2 separate regions of the Gossypium hirsutum genome follow, and region 2 is linked to region 1. The links are chromatin contacts, called in public Hi-C maps. All regions are on one chromosome and are shown on one strand. The core of a region is the stretch at or near the end of the contact, and the rest is flanking DNA. Distances in the headings are between cores, read along the strand shown.

The links. Hi-C and Micro-C count contacts between places; a contact is called where the count stands out from the background.
Region 2: a Hi-C map of leaf shows a contact between it and region 1, with 2.3 times the contacts expected there. The contact joins the promoter of LOC107948556 here to the promoter of LOC107948552 in region 1. A contact is called at or near these places in 5 of 34 Hi-C or Micro-C datasets (callus and leaf).

The regions. Positions count from the first base shown.
Region 1 is chrA07:85,042,273-85,048,480 of Gossypium_hirsutum_v2.1, reverse strand. It overlaps LOC107948552 (2-oxoglutarate-dependent dioxygenase DAO), which reads right to left and starts at 3,413. Exons shown (of 3, transcript XM_016883139.2): 1 at 2,677-3,413; 2 at 2,226-2,541; 3 at 1,805-2,149. The coding sequence starts at 3,011. The coding sequence ends at 1,907. It overlaps LOC107948551 (probable U3 small nucleolar RNA-associated protein 7), which reads right to left. Exons shown (of 7, transcript XM_016883138.2): 7 at 4,692-6,055. The coding sequence ends at 5,030.
Region 2 is chrA07:85,297,588-85,303,795 of Gossypium_hirsutum_v2.1, reverse strand. LOC107948556 (UDP-glycosyltransferase 82A1) reads left to right here and starts at 2,953. Exons shown (of 2, transcript XM_016883143.2): 1 at 2,953-3,569; 2 at 4,460-5,436. The coding sequence starts at 3,080. The coding sequence ends at 5,370.

The sequences.
Region 1 (6,208 bases), core at 2,164-4,663:
TGATTATTTATATATCTAGATTAAATTTTTAAAATTTTAATATGGAATTTCATATATATATCAAAATATTAAAAATATTTTAAAGTCACTTTTAACAATTCTAAAGATATGTGTGTTGGGGAGTCAGGTCCAAGTGGGAGATTATTGAAATATATGTACATAAAGTATATGTTGTAAAAATAATTATATATTATTATTTACTATTATAAAAGGTTAGTCCAAATTAAAGGTGATTTGATATGGTTAAAATTTATTTAATTTTAATTATTAAATAAAGTATGAGTCAAATATGTGTAAATACTCTAATAACTAATTTCTAATAGATGATCAATTCAAAACAATTCTTGGTGATGAAGAGTTGATTAAAAATTAAGGTTAATATATAAAAATTATATATTAGTGTTATGGTCCTTAAATTATACATCCGTAATTTTTTTGACATTTTATCTTCCAAAAAGAGTCACATTCTCTAAAATATGCTCATAAATAATGATTGAGCTTTAGTTCAATAAGTATTATTATTATTACATCAAAAAAGAAAATGTGAACATTTTTAAGTATGCTTTTTCAATTTAAAGATTTAAGAAAATTATGGGTAAAAATTAAGATTGTATAGAAAATATACACGTGGTCCATAAATATATGCTAGTATAAATATCTTATTCCATTAATATGAAATTTGTTTTCCTAACAAAGGACATAGTTTGAAAATAAATAAACATAAATAATAAAAATTGAATTTGTTATGTTATTTATCGACCCACCATTTGATTGGGTATTGAACCACACTCTACATGATTCGTACTTTAGGTTGGTATGTAAGGTATTCATACATTTCTATCAGACTGCATGATGTGGGTTTGCACTATCATATAAGCAAACCTACATCGTATAAACACGCGTTAATCTTAAAATAGGGTATGTATCAAAATACATAAGAATTTACCTATAATATTATATTTATGAACAGTAATTATATCGTATAAATATATAGTTTAACCCATATGAAGGAGAGACAAATAGCAATAGTCAACAGAATTCAAAATTTACAAAATATTTAATGAAATAATTGGATGAAGCCTTGGATTTAATTAAACCTACTTCTTTTTCCTGCTGCGTAATTTAGCCGCATTTATAAACAAATACAAGATTAATATAACTTGTACATAGCTTAGCTAACAAACAGTATCACTTTTTTAAAGGTCAATAGCAACAAAATCTGTTCAAATCTTGAGATCATAAGGGATTATATTTGGACTCTTCTATTAAAAATATAAGTAAAGTAATCATTATACATTAGATTAAAGAATAATTCATCATTCTATTAAAAAATTTATCCATTTTTATTGTTAAAAGATTTTCATCATCAATAGCAACAATAGCAACAAAATATGTTCAAGTCTTGCCACAATTTGCAATTTAGCCCTTCTACTAAAAAATGAACAATTAATCCCAGTACATTAGATCAAAAAATAAATTGATCATTTTAAGAATTTTATCCATTTCTACAGCTAAAAATTGATCCTCATACATCGGCATAAGGTATACATAACATACCACAAGTCACTATCTGATTATTCAATTAGTCGCGTCAGTCTTTTTTTTTTATCAGAAGGAGCAAAATACAAAGTCATGATACATTTACCTCTTGCCACATCTTAGAGATTTTAAGGCCAATCTGAATTTTAGGTCCAATTTCTCCGCAAAAATGCAAATCCGGAGGTTCAGGCAACCCGTTTTGCAATGGAATATACAGTCATTATATGTTGGAAATGAGTATGGACTATTTTTACTTTTTACTTCATTTCTAGGGAAATTCAAATTCATGCTTTATTCATCAAACAAAGGGTAGAAGGGGAGGACTTTCATTACATTGCAATATGCTTTACACAATCTTTCTTTAAGATCAGGTACGTACAAGTGCAAGAGCCTCACCAGCTTGCAATTTCGTCGACAGCCGCAGCTTCCTGTACTCCTCGTACGTGAACGAGTTGTAAAGTCGCGGGTGGTCCGAATCCACCAGTTCCGGTGGCGGATCCACCGCTTCCTCTTCCGGTCCCAAGAGGAACGTGGCGATCGACACTCTAGTTTTCGCCTCCTTGCATTGCACTCTGTGCTTCACCGTGTGTAACCTTCCATTGCTCCATACCTGAATCAGAATCAACAAGATTACGACACGAGAATACACGAACTGCCACATCTAAAGAAAGGGATGATTAGCTCACCGTGGCCATATCCCCAAGATTGACAAGGAGGCTGCCAGGCAAGGGATCAACAGCTACAAATTCACCAGATTTGTCCATCACTTCAAGTCCACCAACATTCTCATCGTCTTGAAGTATTGTTAAGAAGCCAGAATCAGTGTGTAATTGGACCCCAGCCGAGCCTACAGATTGAGGGGTGAAATGGTACTTATTTATCCTAAATTGGCAAGGCCATTCCTTGCAGTAATCACCCTTCAATCCCATACTCTCTGCTATTTTTCCACCTATATCCATGATTACCTCATGTATTGCTTTAGCATACTTCTCTACTGCGTCTCTGGGTCAATATAAATCAAACCGAATTTCATTTGAACATGTCGAATCATATGAACTTCAAATTGGGTATTCAAAATCTAAAATCGAACAAGAACAATCCCATGTAGACAAAATCAAAAGGAGGGGGGGGGCAGACCTTTGTGAAGGAGAGGCATCCAACTGAGAGCAGAAGGTATGAATAGCCTGGGAGGAGGCCATATCATAGAGACCCAATGCTTCATAAAGAGGGTTTTTAGGACTGGGAGCCCAATAACCACTGCCGGCAATGACATCGACGTTGTTTTGCTTGATTTGGATGGGGAGGTCAAGCAATGATCTCACAACTTTCTTCATTTCCTGCATCAATTCAAAAGGGATGTTGTGGTTGACTACCCTGAAACAACCCCATTCTTCAGATGATCGCCTTAGTTTCTCATACTGTGCTGGAAAATCTGAAAGATCAATGGTTGGAATACTCTGGGTTTTATCCATTTTTTTTTTCACTCACTTTCCTCTGCTTATTTCAATTCTTCATATGGGAACTGATAATAGCTTTTATATATTATAAGGGTTATTAAGTATTGTTGAGCCTTGGTTAATGCTGAAAGTGGGGGATTGAGCTAGCAGCAACGGGACAGCTTTTAGCTTCTTCTTCCGACAAAGTGAGGCAATTTACCAAGAAAAAACAAGGAAATCCACGACATTGTGTTTGGATTGAAAGCAATGGCAAATTGGCAATGGTATACAAAGATGGAGATGAGTCCAAAAAGAAGAAAGAAAATAATAATAATAATAATGGGTGTAAGTGCATGATCCAAAACCCAATCATGTTTTTCACGTTTCCATTTTCTGGTAAGATATTTTGCCAAACCAATACGCAACTCAAAGATAAGAGTTATGTTTCAACAAAAGCCGTGTTTATCGGTATATAAGAAAGAAAAAAAAAATTCAAACATCCAATTAAGTGCCAGCCAGCAAACTGTTCTTTTTAAGAAATCAAATTCAACTTATAATTTTTTTAATATAATATTTAAAATTACTAATAATTCATTCTAAATTTTAAGTAGAAGAATAATATATTTTAATACACTTGAACTCAAGTCCTTTTACTTAAGTAATAATGTTGATGTCAACTAAATTAAAGCTTAAAACTATTTAGTAATATTTTTTAAAAGTACTAAAAAAACACTTTTAAATAAAAGCTAAAATTTTTTGTCAAAAAATATTTTTTCAAAGAATTTTTTTTTGTCTTTTTACTTAAAAGTGTTTTTTTGTTCCAAATATGCTTCTAATAATGCTAAACTGACTTTTAGTTTAACATTACTTCTCAAAAGTGTTTAGGGGTCAAAAGTGTTTTTGTCAAAACAATATTAAACAGATAACTTCCAACATCGAAAGTGTTTTTGAAAAATACTTTTGAATTTTTTTTAACTTTTGCTTTTGGCAAAAGTATTTTTAAAAATAAAAGATAATTTTAACTATTATAAAATATTTTATATAATATTTATATATATAATTACCTTACTATTGAAATTTATTTTAAATATATAATATTATATATTTAAATTTTTATTGATTATATTTTAAATGTTAAAATATAATTTATATATTCAAATTAAATTTTATAAAAAATTAGTATTAATTGTTTAAAAAATATTTAAAATTTATATTTTATATATTAAAATATTAAAAAATTATTTTTATATTCTTACTAAACTATCATAATATTAACTAAAAATACATATTTGTTACATTATTATCACCATGTCTAAAATAAACATTTTATTTTTCAAGAGTAATTTTTAAAATTATTTTTTCACAACACTTTTTAACTATCCTAAGACTCAATAGACAGCATACAACATTTATTATAAAAAATCTAGCAATTCATACTAATAGGTGATCAAATTAATCAAACTATCCATTTCTAATCTAATCAAATTTTCTAATTTAATTAAATAATTTATAAAAAAATAATCATCGATTTAACCACTAATTTAACCAATAATCTGTTCATACCCTTCATAAATCATCATTCTGTTCAACCCTTACTCCAAATTATAGCCCGATCAGTCCGGTGTTGTTCTAAAAAGAGTGCCCTAACCTCGAAGCACTCGGGAGACGTTAATATTGAACCACCCAAACTCTATTTCAAACTATAATACTGAAACATAACTCAAATCCACCGCTAGAATGATATAAATACAATCTCAACACAAAATACCATGAAAAAAGTACGAACAAATACCCAAAGCCAATTCTCAACACGAGATTTAAAAACCAGTTTTCTGGCATTCATTCTACAAGATACAAGTTCCATGCTAAACACAACAAAATTAAGCAAATTCTAGCTTCCTTTTCTGTATGTATAGAACAGTGAGAATACACTTCAATGGTGCCTACCTCTACCTGGCTTCAATTCTTCTTTAGGTCAGATGAGCAAAAAATTGTGGGAAAGACGAAAACAGGTTGATCTTCTAGAAAGGCTAATGCAATCGTATCAAAGATAATTAAGCTGCTTTCTGACGAACAAACCGCTGTAAACTTTTCGGCATTTCAGTTTCCGGATTGGTTTTCTGCTTCTTTCTAGACCTTTCATGTTCCTGTATTTGCTGTTCCAAGAACGGTTTCTTGGCTCTTTCAATCATCTCTTGTCTCTTCTTTGCTCTCTTACTCGGCTTGTTCCTTCCCTTTGTTTTCTTTTTAAAGTCGGTATCCTTTGCAGTTTCAATGGCAGCTTCCATTTCAGCTTCTATCTCCTTCTTCGTTGGCTTCTCTTTCTTTTGTGGTGCTCTCACTGTACCAACCTTGGTTGGGTCCAACATTATTGTTTCGGGTGGAAGCTTGTCGAGCAGAGAGTGCACTTCCTTCTCTCGCCTCTGTTTAGATGTTTCGAATGGGTTTGCCACCCAAGAATCAAAGTTGGGTTCCCCGGATCCTGGAATAAGAATACTAGACCAACCCATGGAGTGTCCTATCCCCAAAACATCTTCATACGGTCGAAACAAAACTTTCCCTACCTGGTAACCTTTAGCCATAGAATGAGTCATATAACTATTATAATTCTGAGATCCAGAAAAATCAGCTAAAATTTTTATAAATGATCCAGTTCCGGCAGCAAGCAAGCCTTTCTGACTGAAATTCAAGGTCTTTGCATGACCTGGCATTGTTTGAATAACCTCAAACTTCCTCAAGTCCCAAATCTTGATTTTATTTTCTTTACCAGATGTAGCCATGAGATGCCCATTTGGATGGAACGCCAATGATGAGACAGGTCCAGGATGGCATAGCATCTTTACAAGTGGGACAGAACTGGTGGGCTTCCACATGGTTACTGTACCACTAGAATGACCCAATGCAACAACTCCGTTAAATGGATTGACCTGCATAACATCAGTGCGGCCTAAACCAGTCCGGAAATTGCCTACCATCTCACCCATTGTAACATCCTGATAATGAAGCTGCCCAAATTTGTTTATTGATGCCAAGAGGAAGTGGTTTTTCAGAAACTGGAGTCTTAGTACTGCACCGTGTTCCTGAAAAAAATCTTTTAACTCAGTCTGCTTAATGCATCAACAGTAAACTTCACAACCAAGAAAGAATGAATTGCTAACAATGAACTCAAACCCCGAAATAGCCAAAGGATTTTGGTAGCTTATTCAAAGAATCATGATCTGATTTAATGAGCC
Region 2 (6,208 bases), core at 1,704-4,203, 260 kb before region 1:
TCATGTAACACCCTAACCCCGGCCTAGACGTCCATACCGAACTCAGAGAGCTACAAACATCATATCAATCATTAACAGGTTTATAGGATAGATAAGTCTAATTACAGAACTTCAAATAGTCACCAGAAAGGTTTTGATGCTCAAACATCATAGATCAATAACATTTTAACAACATAATCTCCTATTAAACATAATAATTAATAAAGCTGACCGAGCTGTCGCGACATCGATCCAGTTCATTTTGGTGGATCATCTGAAAGCCAAACATAACAAAGTGAGTTGTGAACCCAATGCGTAACAAAGAATAAGTACTTCATCCTTAACACGATCACAAAGTGATCTTATTCAGAATGTTATACAGTTTTAATATTTACAATTCTCAATAAAGAGCAGATCAGATATACTCAGATTACATATATGAACGGTAGCAGTTTATCATCATGCTTAATCCGATAGAAGAACTAACTCACAAGAGTTTTTCCTAGTTTCCAGCCTCTACACACCGTCTCCGACCAAACCAACACACCATTTAGGACGTTCAATGTCCATCCATCCCTACACACCGCAATGTGTCAGTTTGACATGTTACAGAATCGCATCATAGATGCTAACACATTTTGCGTTAAACCCCAAATTCAAATTCAATCAAAAAAATGGTTAAACCACTATTCTAAACAGAATACTTCTTTCTTCGTACTTCTCCAATCCAACACATTCAGATCATAGAATTTCACGTTACATTCACAGATTTATCAATCAAATATCACTTGTACATTTACAATAGTTTCTCATTTCATATCAAACAAGTCACAGATAATCAATACCAGTCACAACAACGATTACGGTCGTAAAACGGGTTTCTAAACCACAATGAATGTCACACGGCCTGGACACACGGACGTGTCCTTGCCCGTGTGACTCACACGGCCTGCTACACGTCCTTGTCATGTACCCGTGTGCTACCAATCAATAAACAGAGAGTTACACTGTTTGGACACAAGGCCATGTCTTGTACTCGTGTGAACTTGCACTATTTGATCGCACACGGCCTAGCCACACACCTGTGTGCTAGCCCATGTGGTCCTAATTCAACAAACAGTGAGTTACACGGCCGATCACACGGCCTGCCACATGCCCGTGTGGCTCACACGGCTTGGCCACATGCCCCTGTGTCTGGTCGTATGGCGTTGACAGCCACCACTTTTGGCTACTTGCAACTTGCGAAACTTGAGAATTTCGTTACGCACCTAATTTCGCTTTATTAGAAACTGTTTCGAAAACTTTCCAGACCCTTGCTCAATACGTAATATATCGTACTAACACGGAAGGTTAGCGTCTTTTGCGATATTATTGCCCTCAATAATCTGACGACCTAACAACAACACCGAAATGTTTCGAAATTCAAGAAAATCGAAGTACCAATAAAAGTAAATAAAAAAACAAAAAGAAAGAAAGAAAAAATTAAAAGTAACATACAAGAAGAAAATAAAAACTTTCAGATTCTTAAAGCTTAACCACCTTCTTCTGACAATAGCAAAAAATAATACCCTCTAACACATACGATGGGATTCGAACTCAGTACCAGACAGAATACAAACAAATGCCTAACTAGGGAACCAGCAGGCTCATTCTTGTCATAATAACACAACGAATTGAATTTAAGCGGCAAAGCTTGCTTATGGGTTGTTTTAAAAACAATAAAACTTTGATAATGCGATTTGAACCCTAGACTTTAAACTCAGAAGCAGAACATAGAACCACAGATATAGAAATTAATTATTACAGGTTTTTCCCAGTTAAAACTTAAAATTTTGAGGTGTTACATTTCAAATTCAACATTTTTATTTGCTTACACAGTTACATTGTTGTAATATGAGTAATGTGTGTATTTTTTTCATATTTTAAAACTATTTGATAATTCAATTAAATGGAGATCCTTTAATAGACTTATTAATTGAACTTTTTTATATCAAACTAAACTAAATTCTCAAAATTGAAAATAAAGAAACTAATTTTTTCAATGCGCAAGAAGAACAATTAATCTTCTATATCTATGTAAGTATTAAACTTTGTTGACCTCTTTTGGACGTCCGACAAAAAATTTAAATTTGGGTGGTTGGAATCAAATTATTATTCAATAATAATATTTTAATTAATTATATAAAATTTTATTAATGTGTTTAATTCGTTAAATTTTAGATTACGTTTCGTAATACGATTATGGGATGTAAGATTATGGGTAGAATGTAAGATTCATTTAGTTGAAAAGTAATATTCATGTGTTTAGTTGACAAAATGTAACATTACTTAAAATTATATATTACTCAATTGCCCATGTTATAAAATTTATCTTTTTAAAAAGCTTAGTTCATTTAATATTTTTTTAATTTCAATTTTCATAAAATTATGATAAATTTTTACTTTTTATTACAATTTTTATATTAATCAGTAAATATATGATGTGAAGATAAATTTATAAATTATAGTTATAATAATTCATGAAAAGCGATTGCAACATTAAACATAATTATATTTATGCTCATAATTAATATATTATTAAATAAATTATAATTGTAATGTATGATATTTATTAATTTAATATTAAAAATTTTTTATTTATTTGTTTTTAATTAGTTTTAAACTTTATTTAAGAAAAAAATTTAAATTAATTAAAATAATAAAAATAAAAGGTAAATTAATCCAAAAATTAATATTACTCCTGTACTCTAAAATAACTTCAAAAATAAATCGTAATGGAATTATATCCTATATTACCACTGGTTAATCAAAATATTTATAATCCAAATACTATTTCATTATAAAATAAAATATTATCAACAATAATATTACATTCGATAAATCAAACCCCTCTTCCCTAACCAGCAGTCGGTAAGATTATTTTAAACATATGTCGGATAAAGTAATAGCCATAGGATTTAGAGCCATTAGACTGAGGGTACATCTCCACCACGTGCTTTATTTGACGCTACAGAGAGCTTATCACTATCCTCCCTTTCCCCCTATATAAACGCTTACTTTGTGCTTCCCTTCACAAATTAATTCATCGCAGACAAAAGAAATGGGAGTTCAGTGTATTATGAAGAAGCCTAAAATCTTGCTGGTTCCATATCCAGCACAAGGTCATGTGAATCCCATGCTAAAGCTAGGCTTAGCTTTACTTACCCATGGGTTGCAACCCATCATAGTAACCCCTGAGTTTATTCACCGTCGGATTGTAGCCAACATGGACCTCAACGACTACCAAATGAGGTTTATGTCCATACCCGATGGCTTTTCCGGAGAAGAAGGTCCTTATGATTTCTTTTCCATCGAGAAATCTATGGAGAATATCATGCCCAACCATCTGGAGACTCTCCTTCATGAACTTGATGAAGACGACGATGGAACAGTAGTTTGTATGGTTATTGATTTATTGGCTTCCTGGGCCATTCAAGTTGCTACTCGATGTGGGATCCCTGTTGCTGGATTCTGGCCGGCTATGCAAGCTACTTACCGGTTGATCACCTCCATACCGGAGATGATCCACGCTGACCTGATTTCCGAAACTGGTAAATTTACCAACACTTGGTTTTTTTTTTCAACCTTTATTTTTATTTTTAAAAATTTAGTTTTGTTAAAATTTTTATATTAAATTTATCTATATTTTTAAAGTGAAAAATTCAATTGATAGTTAAGTAACAAAAACATTGATATTGCAATGATAAAAATAAAAATCTTTGAAAAATTTTAAATCCCAAAAGGTAAAAAATTAAATTCTTTGAAAATAAAAAGATTAAATTTTAAATATATAAAGAATATAAGGACCTAAAATATATTTTAACCTTTTTGCTTCCGTTAATGATTGACCAATACGATTCGTTTTAGTTCTCGATGATATTGACCAAAAGCACATGGGAAAATATTTTTTTTTTCCACTGCCACGAAATGGGTTGACCCAAACATAAAAATTCTTTTATTTTTCTAATGTTAAAATTTATTAATTTCGGTAGTTAAAAAAAATTGTAACTTCCAAATAATAGCAAATTATTTTTATTGTTTTATTTTTTAAAATATCATTATTCAACTTTTTTTTTATTGTTGAGAAATCTCTTGGGGCAGAACTAAATTAAATGCAAAATCCCAGTTAAAAATTTCTTTAAAATAAACTTGTGAGCCCAAAAAACTGAATGTCTGAATCAATTTGAATCACGAGTATGAGATAGATACGATTCTGGATATTTAACATGTGCCCCATGGATTCTATCAAAAGTCAAATCAAATTATTGTATTTTATTATTTTTAAATATAAAAATTTAAATATCTTTATGCTTTACTTGATAAAATAATTATTTTTGGATCAACTACATCGGGATCGAATAATAGTCGAAAAAATGGGAAACCTCTACTCATTTCAGCCCATTATAGCAAACAAGTAAATGAAATGAAGGTAATTTTGCAGGGTGTCCCCGACATGAAGGTACGGTGTCATCCCTACCGAGTCAGCCATTGCTATCAACCGAAGATCTTCCATGGCTGATCGGAACCCAAGCTTCAAGAAAAGCTAGACTCAAATTCTGGATCAGAATCTTAGATCGTTTAACATCTCTCCGGTGGCTCCTCCTCAATTCCTTTCCCCAAGAATCCATCATCCACGATGACGAATACCAAGACGACGATTACATCTCTCCACCTCACAACAATCTTATTATTTTCCCAGTCGGACCATTGCCCGAACCATCATTAACAACACCAAAGAACCCTAGCTTTTGGAAAGAAGATACCAGCTGCTTAGAATGGTTGGACCACCAAAAGCCTAACTCAGTCATCTACATTTCGTTCGGGAGTTGGGTTAGCCCCATCGGAGACGCCAAAATCAAGACCCTCGCATTAACACTCCAATCATTGAACCGACCATTTATTTGGGTCTTGGCCGAATCATGGCGTCATGGTTTACCAAATGGGTATTCAGAGACGGTTTCCAAGCAAGGCAAACTGGTTTTATGGGCGCCACAATTTCAAGTTCTGCAACATAAAGCCGTGGGGTTATATCTCACGCATTGTGGGTGGAATTCGACCATGGAAGCCATTCAATGCCGGAAACGATTGCTATGCTATCCGGTGGCCGGCGATCAATTCGTGAATTGTAAGTACATCGTTAAGGTTTGGAAAATTGGGGTGAAAGTGAAAGGGTTGGGTCAAAAAGATGTTGAAGAAGCGGTGAAAAAGGTGATGAAAGATGAAGAAATGGAGGAAAGGTTAAGGAAGATATACCATAGAACCATGGGAGAAGAGACTAGTTCTAGAGTTGCGGGTAATCTCAAGGCTTTTGTACTTGGACTTAATCAACTTCAACAAAATTCACTTCACTAAAACATGTCAAAACATTTCTATTTGTAATTTTATTAAATGATTAAAAAAAAGGGTTAATGAGGGGTATATGCTGATTTAAAGAAATTTTAGGGTTTTAAATTAATTTTTTTTAAATATTAAATAAATAGATGTTTTTGAAGGAAGTATTTTCACCTTCTTTCCTGCGGGCGGAAAGCTTAATTGCAGGAGGTGTTTTTGTCATCACTAACTATTCACCAACCTTTCATAATTCCCCTCTGTTTTTATTGATTAGACTTAAATTTCAAATTAATAATTCCTCTCTGTTCCTAAATCTGCTAGGATCTAGAAAATGTTTGTTTTCTAACCATTTTTTCTACCAAGAAAATTCCATGCTTAATCAACAATGTAATATCGAAGCATATAATGTAATTTTAATTAACGTTATTAAAATGATCAAGATTTCCACATTTAAAAAAAGAAAAAAAGAAAAAAGTAAAAACAGCTCATGTAAGGAGCGTTTTCAGCTAACGTGCTATGAGAAAATGAAATCTTCAAAAAATAACTTATTTCCTTAATTAAAATAAACTAATCTAAAACCCTATTTCTTTTAAAATCGATATATATCCCTCATTAACCCTAAAAAAAAACTCAAGGACATATATAATTATGCCTATACAATCCACCTAACTTTGCCTAAAATGTGAATATAAATGGATGTTTTATGTCTTTTAACCAAATATGTTTCCAGCCAATAGTGAGCGGGGAAAACAGTTTATGGTATGAGTTTATATATTAAAGGATGAGATACGGCACAAATTACTAATAAGTAAAATAGAAAATGTTAAAAGGAATTTCTAATAAATATTTTAAAATTTAT